2 separate regions of the Callithrix jacchus genome follow, and region 1 is linked to region 2. A link is a contact called in public Hi-C data. All regions are on one chromosome and are shown on one strand. The core of a region is the stretch at or near the end of the contact, and the rest is flanking DNA. Distances in the headings are between cores, read along the strand shown.

Region 1 (4,130 bases), core at 558-3,057, 240 kb before region 2:
GTGGGGATTGCGCGCACGCGCACCAGCGGGGCGGGAAACGTGGCCTCTGCGTGGCGGCCCCGCCCCCACACGAAGCGCTGGCGCAGCTCAGCCAATCGCGAGCGGCGTAGATTTCTGGGTAAGGGCGCTGTGGACGGTTCTTGGGCCGCCCGAGGCGGGCGGAAGGATGGCCACGGGGGCGCCTGCGCGTCCGGCTCGCCGAGTTGCCGCCCGCCATTTTTGGAGCTTCTTGGAAACCTAGGAAGGAACCCAACCCGGGTTCCTTCACCGAGGCTCCTCCCTAGGTCTCAGGGCCGGCGCTTTCCTATGTCCCCGCCCGGCTGCTGCTGCCCCCATCCGCCGCTATCGAGACGCGCTGCGGAAACCCGAGGGCGAGGCCATGCAGATCCCTGCTTCCACTTTACTTGGATTTAGCGAGGGCCTCAGAGCTTAGCATTGTATTAGCGATTTACTGTTGACAAGCGCTTTCACTAGGCGAGAGTGGAAAGGTTTCAAAGGAAATGTTGGGGACTTCCCCTCGCCATTAAGCTAGACGAAACCCTGCCCGCCCCAGGCCGATTGGCGTCATCCTGCCTCTGTAAAGCACATCCTTTCCGTGGTGCCGGCTTTGCATAAGGCGGCAGCATTGGCTAGTTTGTGAGAAGAGAATATAACTGGACTGAGAAAATAGACTCAGATGTGAAGTTGGATTTTTCCTTCCACAACCTAGGACTACTTTCAGTAGCTCCGAAATAGACATGAGAATCTTAGCCTTCTAGATACCAAAAGAAATAATCACTAAGGTGAAATCATGAACAAACTATTTTATGTTGAATGTCACCTCTTCCCTGATCGCCACCTCCCTGCCCCTCCGTGGCTATGGCTCCTGCCTTTGACCTACTTACAAGTTTTCACAACAAAAGTGAATCCTTACTCTCTTGGATCATTACCCCATGTATGACTAACTTCTCTATCGCTATAGCCAGCTCTATTTCAGTATAGAATCGCTCAACTAGTCTTCAGGGCCATTCTGCAGTAGGTTACTCCTATTTGTAGTTTCTCTTCCAAGGGTTACAAGATGTGTGGCTTTTCGCTGGAGGCAGTCATAACCAGATTAATTTGTGACTGGACTCCTTCTTATAATTTTACTGGGTTTTTTCCTAATCTCTGGCTGATTTCCTATCCTATTCTCCACAAAGACTCTTTAAAGCTTTCCATGTTATTAAAGATGCCAGTTCCAGTCCATACTAATAGATAAATTCATCCAGTTTCCTGGGCTCAAAGCTTTGGGACTCCAATTCAGGTTTGACGTTCCCTCCATCATGAAGTATCTGTGACCACCTCCTGCTCACGATCTCAAAACTTCTAACCAAATTAACCCAGAACCCTTTTCCTTCTCTACAAAACCAGTCCCTCTGCCTGAAACTATGTATGCCATCCCTTTCCTTCTCCTTCTCCCACCACTACTTTCCTAAGTATCTTATATCATAAATACCTTCTTATCCATTGGCTTCTTCCTTCCAATCTCAGAAGTTTCTGTTGCCTTGGCTGGGTGCGGTGGTTCACGCCTATAATCCCAGCACTTCGGGAGGCCAAGGCTGGCGGATCACAAGGTCAACAGATCGAGACCATCCTGGCCAACATGGTGAAACTCCGTCTCTACTAAAAATACAAAAATTAGCCAGGCCTGGTGCTGTGCGCCTGTAATCCCAGCTTCCGGAGGCTGAGGCAGGAGAATCACTTGACCCCAGGAGGTGGAGGTGGAGGTGGCAGTGAGCTGAGATCACTTGACTGCACTCCACCCTGGGCGACAACAGTGAGACTGTCTAAAAAAAAAAGAAGTTCCTGTTGTCTTTTTTTATTCAGTACTGCTACTCCTTCCAGTTGCTATACTATCAACCTTCCTTTCATTGTCACATTTCTCAAAAGAAACAGTTACAGTTTTTACCAATCCCTATACCTTCCTTGAAACCCTTTTTGCCTTTCTAAGATACTTCCCTGGATCTACACCTACCTAGTTTGCTGGTCTTCTGATTTCTTTGCTAGCACCTCCTCTTTCTTCAGTCTGTTCTCTGCTGCATGCCTTCTCTTAGGTCTCCCAAAATTAGTCTGTTCCTGATTTTTCCTTAACTGAGGTTCCTTGTGTTCAGCTACTTGCCAGAAAGCTGCAGCTCAAAATTCAACACTTAAAATAATTCATCTCTCTTACTTGAATTTCTTAATATGTCTTAACATTGTAATTTTGGCATAGTGTAGTGATTAAGAACATGAACTGTGAAACAAGACTGCTCTGGAAAGCTGTAACCTTAGGCAAATCTCTGTGTTTCAGTTTCCTCAACTGCAAAATGGAAATAACAGTACCAATCTCATAGGGTTGTTATGAGTATTAAGCTATTTAATATTTATATATTATAGAAATGCCATCAGGATTATTACATTTGTTGTTTCTGATATTCCCAAGAGGTTTTTTTTTTTTAATTGAAGACTGGCTCCACTGAGGATTTGAATCAGCAACCTTGCAGTTGCAGGCTCTATACCTTAACTACTGTGCTAACAGGCCACTTGTTTCTGATCTTACTAAGAACTTTTTAGCATTTTTTTAAGTCTGAGTGCATGGGTAATCAACTTTCTAAGTTTATAGAAATCTAAAATTTTATTTTGCCCTTACACTTAATAATTGAGCTAGTGTTTATAAATAATTACATAGTGCCCTAGGCTCTAAATTGTAGGGCCAGACTTGATTCTTTTCTTTCAAAAAAGCCTACATCCCATCATACGTCATTCAAATGACTTGCTTTTTCTTCTGCTGCTGCCATTTTTATTCAAACCCCTCTCCCCATTCATCCTCCCACTGCCTTACACCAAAACTGTTATAATAGCCTCCTAAACACTTCTCCCTTCGTTCACCTCCCTTTTGTTTGTTTTTGTTTGTTTGTTTGTTTGTTTTTGAGACAGGGTCTTGCTGTGTTGCCCAGGTTGGAGTGCAGTGGTACAATCGTAGCTCACTGCAGTCTCTAACTCAGGCTCAAGCCATCCTCCCACCTCAGCCTCCCAAGTAGCTAGGTCTAGGGGTAGGTGCCATTGTCCCACCTCCCTCTACTCCACACTCCTGCTTCACCTCTTTTTAAAATGCAATATTGTATACCTACACAAAAGCATCCTATGATTCCTGTGGCTTAACAGATAGTATCTAGCTGGGTGCAGCGGCTCACCCCCGTAATGTCAGGACTTTGGAAGGCTTTATGCTTTATCAAAAAATAACGTTTAAAAAAATTAAAATGCAACTATATATATAACTTTCAGAATTGCTATGAATTACTGATTAGGATAATCCTCATCATAGACCCAGCACAGGGGCTTATGCTTATAATCCCAGCACTTTGAGAGGCTGAGGCCAGTGGACCACCTGAGGTCCAAAGTTCGAGATCTCGCCATTCCACTTCAGACTTGGCAACAACAGCAAAACTCTGTCTCAAAAGAAAAAAAAAGATATCATCTAAAATAGTTAAATGACATTCAAGGTATGCCTTGATCGTTGTTCATTTTTTCTCTATTTTGTTATAAATTATTCACACTAGCTGACTTGTCTGATTAATCATAAATGTAAGTGAAGGGCAGATTCATTTATCCTTTACCTATCTAGTAAGATAAAGTAATAAAGGTCCCATAATATGTTGACTTTGTTACAGAATTACACATAAAGGCAGAGGCTGCTTTTACAAAATTCTTTTTTTTTTTTTAATGTCACCTTCCTGAGCTTTTACAAAATTCTTGATCAAGATTCCAATTCTCTTGGCAAGGATTTTCAAACACAACAATTTTTATTAACAGCTTCAAATAATACATATCATTAAAATATTATTGAGGCACAGAAAAATGATTCCCCAAAATTTAGCATGCTGAGTGCTTTGAAAATTGAAAGGTCTGAGAACCAAGGTCTCTTTCTGACTTTTCTCTGTCTCCCTGATCCTCTTTCTGGAATCACCAAGGATACGCTCTTTGGAATTTCCTAATCTGACCAAGAAAGCTTTTTTCCAAAAATAATGCAATGTTTGGCCGAGTGCAGTGGCTCATGCCTGTAATCCCAGCACCTTGGGAGGCCTTGGTGGGTGAATCACAAGGTCAAGAGTTTGAAAATAGCCTGGCCAAGA
Region 2 (3,946 bases), core at 626-3,125:
TCATATCCATAACGTTTTTCATGTAGATTTCTTGATTACCATTTTACACTACTTTTTGAAATCGTACAAGTCAAGTTTGCTTGACAATCCAAACACCAAAGCATGTAAAGTAAAAAGTAGGGCCAGGCACGGTGGCTCACACCTATAATCCTGGCACTTTGGGAGGCCAAGGCAGAAGGATTGCTTGAGCCCAGGAGTTCAACACCAGCTTGGGCAACTTAGTGAGACCTTGTCTCATGTTAATAAATAAATAAATAAATAAAGAGGTAAGTAAGTGTGCTCCATTCTCCTGCACACCACTCCGGAGGTTTCCTTTGGTGAGTTTGACGTTTAATCTTCCAGGAGTTATCTGTGTGATACCAATGCTCACATACACAGATGGGATGATATTGTACCTACTACTCTATACTTGGCTTGTCTTCACTCAGTAGTATACTGGGAACATCTTTTCATGTCAATACGTATGGATCTACCTCATTTTTAAAGGGCCGGGTGTGGTGGCTCACGCCTCTAATGCCAGCACTTTGGGAGGCAGGTGGATCACCTAAGGTCAGGAGTTTGAGACCAGCCTGACGAATGTGGTGAAACTCTGTCTCTACTAAAAATACAAAAATTAGCCAGGCGTGGTGGTGCATGCCTGTAATTTCAGCTACTAGGAAGCTGAGGCATGAAAATTGCTTGAACCAAGGAGGCAGAAGTTGCAGTGAGCAAAGACTGTGCCACTGCACTCCAGTCTGGATGGCAGAGCGAGACTCAGTCTCAAAAACAAACAAACAAACAAACCCCCAAAACACAAACAAAACCCAATGCATGTGTATATGTCAATATATGTAAATGAAAGGCTGTTGCTCTAGTTCAGATGTTGCTAAGAACTGATGTATATAATTGATTCCTTCCTTGGAATTAGTTTTTGGAATTAAAATTTCAGGAGTTGGGGAGAAATGGGGATATAGGCACAAAAAAACCAGAAAGAATGAATAAGACCTACTATTTGATAGCAACAGGGTTGACTATAGTCAACAATAACCTAATGTGTATTTTAAAATAACCTGAAGAGTGTAATTGAACTGTTTGTAACCTGAAAGATAAATGATTGAGGGGATGGCTGCCCTATTCTCCATGATGTGCTTATTTTACATTGCATGACTGTCTGAAAACATCTCATGTACCCCATAACTATATATGCCTACTATATACCTTCAAAAATTAAAAAAAATATATCGCAGGAGTGGACGAAAGGGTATGAACATTTGTGTATATCTTGATGTGTACCCCCCAAATATTTTCCAAAACCATTGAAATAATATACAGTGCCCCTAGCCACAAGTCCACCAGCTATTCCAGTCTCATTGGCTGGGCTACCCTTCACATTGCAGGTGAGTAACCTGGGCCAGAGAGGCTAATTGAGTTGCTCAAGGTTACACAGAACAGAGAGATGGGAAAATAACCTGTCCCCTCTTCCAAATCTCCAGATGCTCAGATCTAACCTTTTCTGCTACATTTATTGGTAGAATGACTATGAGCTTCAGAGCCAGTCCTACCTGGGTGACCTGGGGTAGGTCACTTAGCCATTCTGAGCATAGATTCCTCTTCTATAAAAGCAGGGATACTCACACTCATTTTGAAGTACAAGCAACTACATGTCCAGTCCCTAGCATAGTTCTGGAAGGCCATAGTAATCCTAGCACACAAAATGGGGGCTTCATATCTTGTAGTTATTATCTGACTGTTTTCTGAACCATTTCCTCTATAACATGAATCAATGCCAAGAGTGAATTGTGAAACACACTTTGTTTCGAGTTACCGCCCAGCCCCATTCTGCGCTGTTCTCTTTCAGTACCTCCCACTCATCCTGTCCAGGGCCTGGCACTCTGCCTTCCTACTGGCAGTGGTGCCAAGGTACGTGCTAACACAGCTATTGGCTTCACACATGATGCTCCTCCCTTTCATGTCACAAGAAAAAGATTTTCATCTTCCCTGGGCGTTCTGGAAGCCATGCCTTAATCTGGATTCTAGAAAAATGCTTTTAATGGTGGTAATTTTGGTCACTAAAGCACACATCAAATCTCAGGATCTTGGTATCTGCCGTCTTGGTCAATGTGCAGAGTCAACTCCAGGAAACTGGGGGCGGGGTGGTCTCAGGATTGGAGATTTAATCTTCACTGCTGTTTTCTAAGCCTGTTTTTATCTTTTGTTTCCAGGAGAGGTCATTCCTCTGGCACTGGCCCTTTTTGCCTTTGTTGGCTTCATGCTGATCCTTGTGGTCGTGCCACTGTTCATCTGGAAAATGGGCCAGCTGCTCCAGTACTCCTGTTGCCCCATGGTGGTCCTCCCAGACACCTTGGTAATAGATCTAGTTCTTTATTTCTTTCAGTGTGACATTGACCAGATGTAGTTTGGGCCTCAATTGGGCATAAGCACATATTTCCATGGTGGGATTATAGGCATCTCCACAGAGAGGGGAGAGGAATACTTGTAAAAGACTTCACTTCTAACTAGAGGCACTGGAATAAATCTCCTTTCTCCAGAGCGTGGTGGCCTCCCTGAAGCAGGTCACCTCTGCTTTCTTCCAGGACCTGGGATGGCAAAGAGAGAAGATGTGTTACCCAGCCCAGGATGCTCAGTATCGCAGGAGTCCTGCACGGTCTTACCCTTCCAGACTGGCCTGCTGAGCATCTTGGCCTCTTCCAATTGTAACAGCAACCACACCCAATGACCTGTTTCAATACAACTCACTCAATTCACATGCCAAAGCCTCATTGTTCAGAGTGAAGAAGATGTATGTGGGAGGCATGGACTGTGCTTTGATCTTGGTGGGGTAGGGTGGGGTGGTGAAGGGACAGCAATCTGGACCTTCACAGTGACTGCCTGAGGTTAGGGAACCTTACCTGTATTCTCAGATCCTCATAAGGCCAGAATTCTTATCTTACTCCTGAGGGTCCTGGATCACAGGTCTGGGTCTCTCCAGTGGGTATAGGACCCATACACCCATGCTGTGGTGGGGGAAACGCAAAAGCAGGCCTCCAACAGCTCCCCGATATTCTCTGGCTACCTCCCCAGATGTTTCCCCCCAGCCCCCAGACCTCAACCACACAAAACCGTGCAACAAAACAAAAATAACAAAAACGAAATAAAAAAGCTCCATCCCTGTCACCCTAGGGAATTCTCACAGTTCTCTCCTGGGAGGAGGCAGCCAGTGTCAACTTCTGGAAAGCAACTAAAACCAGAACTACCTGCAGCTTATACATGCCCACAGCTCCTTATCAGCCTGGAGTCACTCTGAAAGGAGTCATTCTTGGCCGGGTGCTGTGGCTCACGCCTGTAATCCCAGCATTTTGGGAGGCTGAGGCGGGTGGATCATGAGGTCAGGAGTTCAAGACCAGCCTGGCCAAGATGATGAAACCCAATCTCTACTAAAAATACAAAAAATTAGCCAGGTGTGGTATCTAATGCCTGTAATCCCAGATACTCAGGAGACTGAGTCAGGAGAATCACTTGAACCTGGGAGGCAGAGGTGGCAGTGAGCCGAGATCACGCCATTGCACTCCAGCCCGGGCAAAGGCAATAAGAGCAAAACTCCATCTCAAAAAACAAACAAACAAACAAACGAACAAACAAAAAGAAAGGAGTCATTCTTGTGACAGCTCTGTGGCCCTGCTTTCTCTCCCTACACAGGAGGAATAACTCTCCCTATAATTCAGTCTTTAGGACACCCCTCCACTCTGTTGTCCTAATGCCAGATCTCCCTTCTCTCCCATACTTCCAGGTAGTTGTAATGACTTTAGCTGATACTAGTACAGGGCTAAGTGCCAGATACTGTTCTAAGGCTTTATATTTATTGACTCATTTCTTGTCATAAAGCTTAAAAGTGTCCTTTTGATCAGTTCCTCCCTCCATCCTTCTCTGAATGACTGAATGGCTTACTGCTCTGCATAAAGGCAATGGG

Evidence for each region. A called contact is a pair of places that touch in the nucleus more often than the background predicts.
Region 1: a Hi-C map of induced pluripotent stem cells shows a contact between it and region 2, with 2.3 times the contacts expected there. The contact joins the promoter of STAG1 here to the enhancer-like site in region 2. A contact is called at or near these places in 3 of 3 Hi-C or Micro-C datasets (induced pluripotent stem cells and skeletal muscle).

The regions. Positions count from the first base shown.
Region 1 is chr17:47,491,591-47,495,720 of calJac240_pri, reverse strand. It overlaps STAG1 (STAG1 cohesin complex component), which reads right to left and starts at 1,807. Exons shown (of 34, transcript XM_035278838.3): 1 at 1,475-1,807.
Region 2 is chr17:47,251,635-47,255,580 of calJac240_pri, reverse strand. The region is part of intron 5 of IL20RB (interleukin 20 receptor subunit beta); the gene reads left to right. Among named protein-coding and RNA genes, the nearest start is that of IL20RB, 31 kb to the left of the region's middle. Within about 2 kb of position 1,875, at least 5 of the 16 cell types and tissues checked have an H3K27ac peak or open chromatin away from gene starts, as enhancers often do.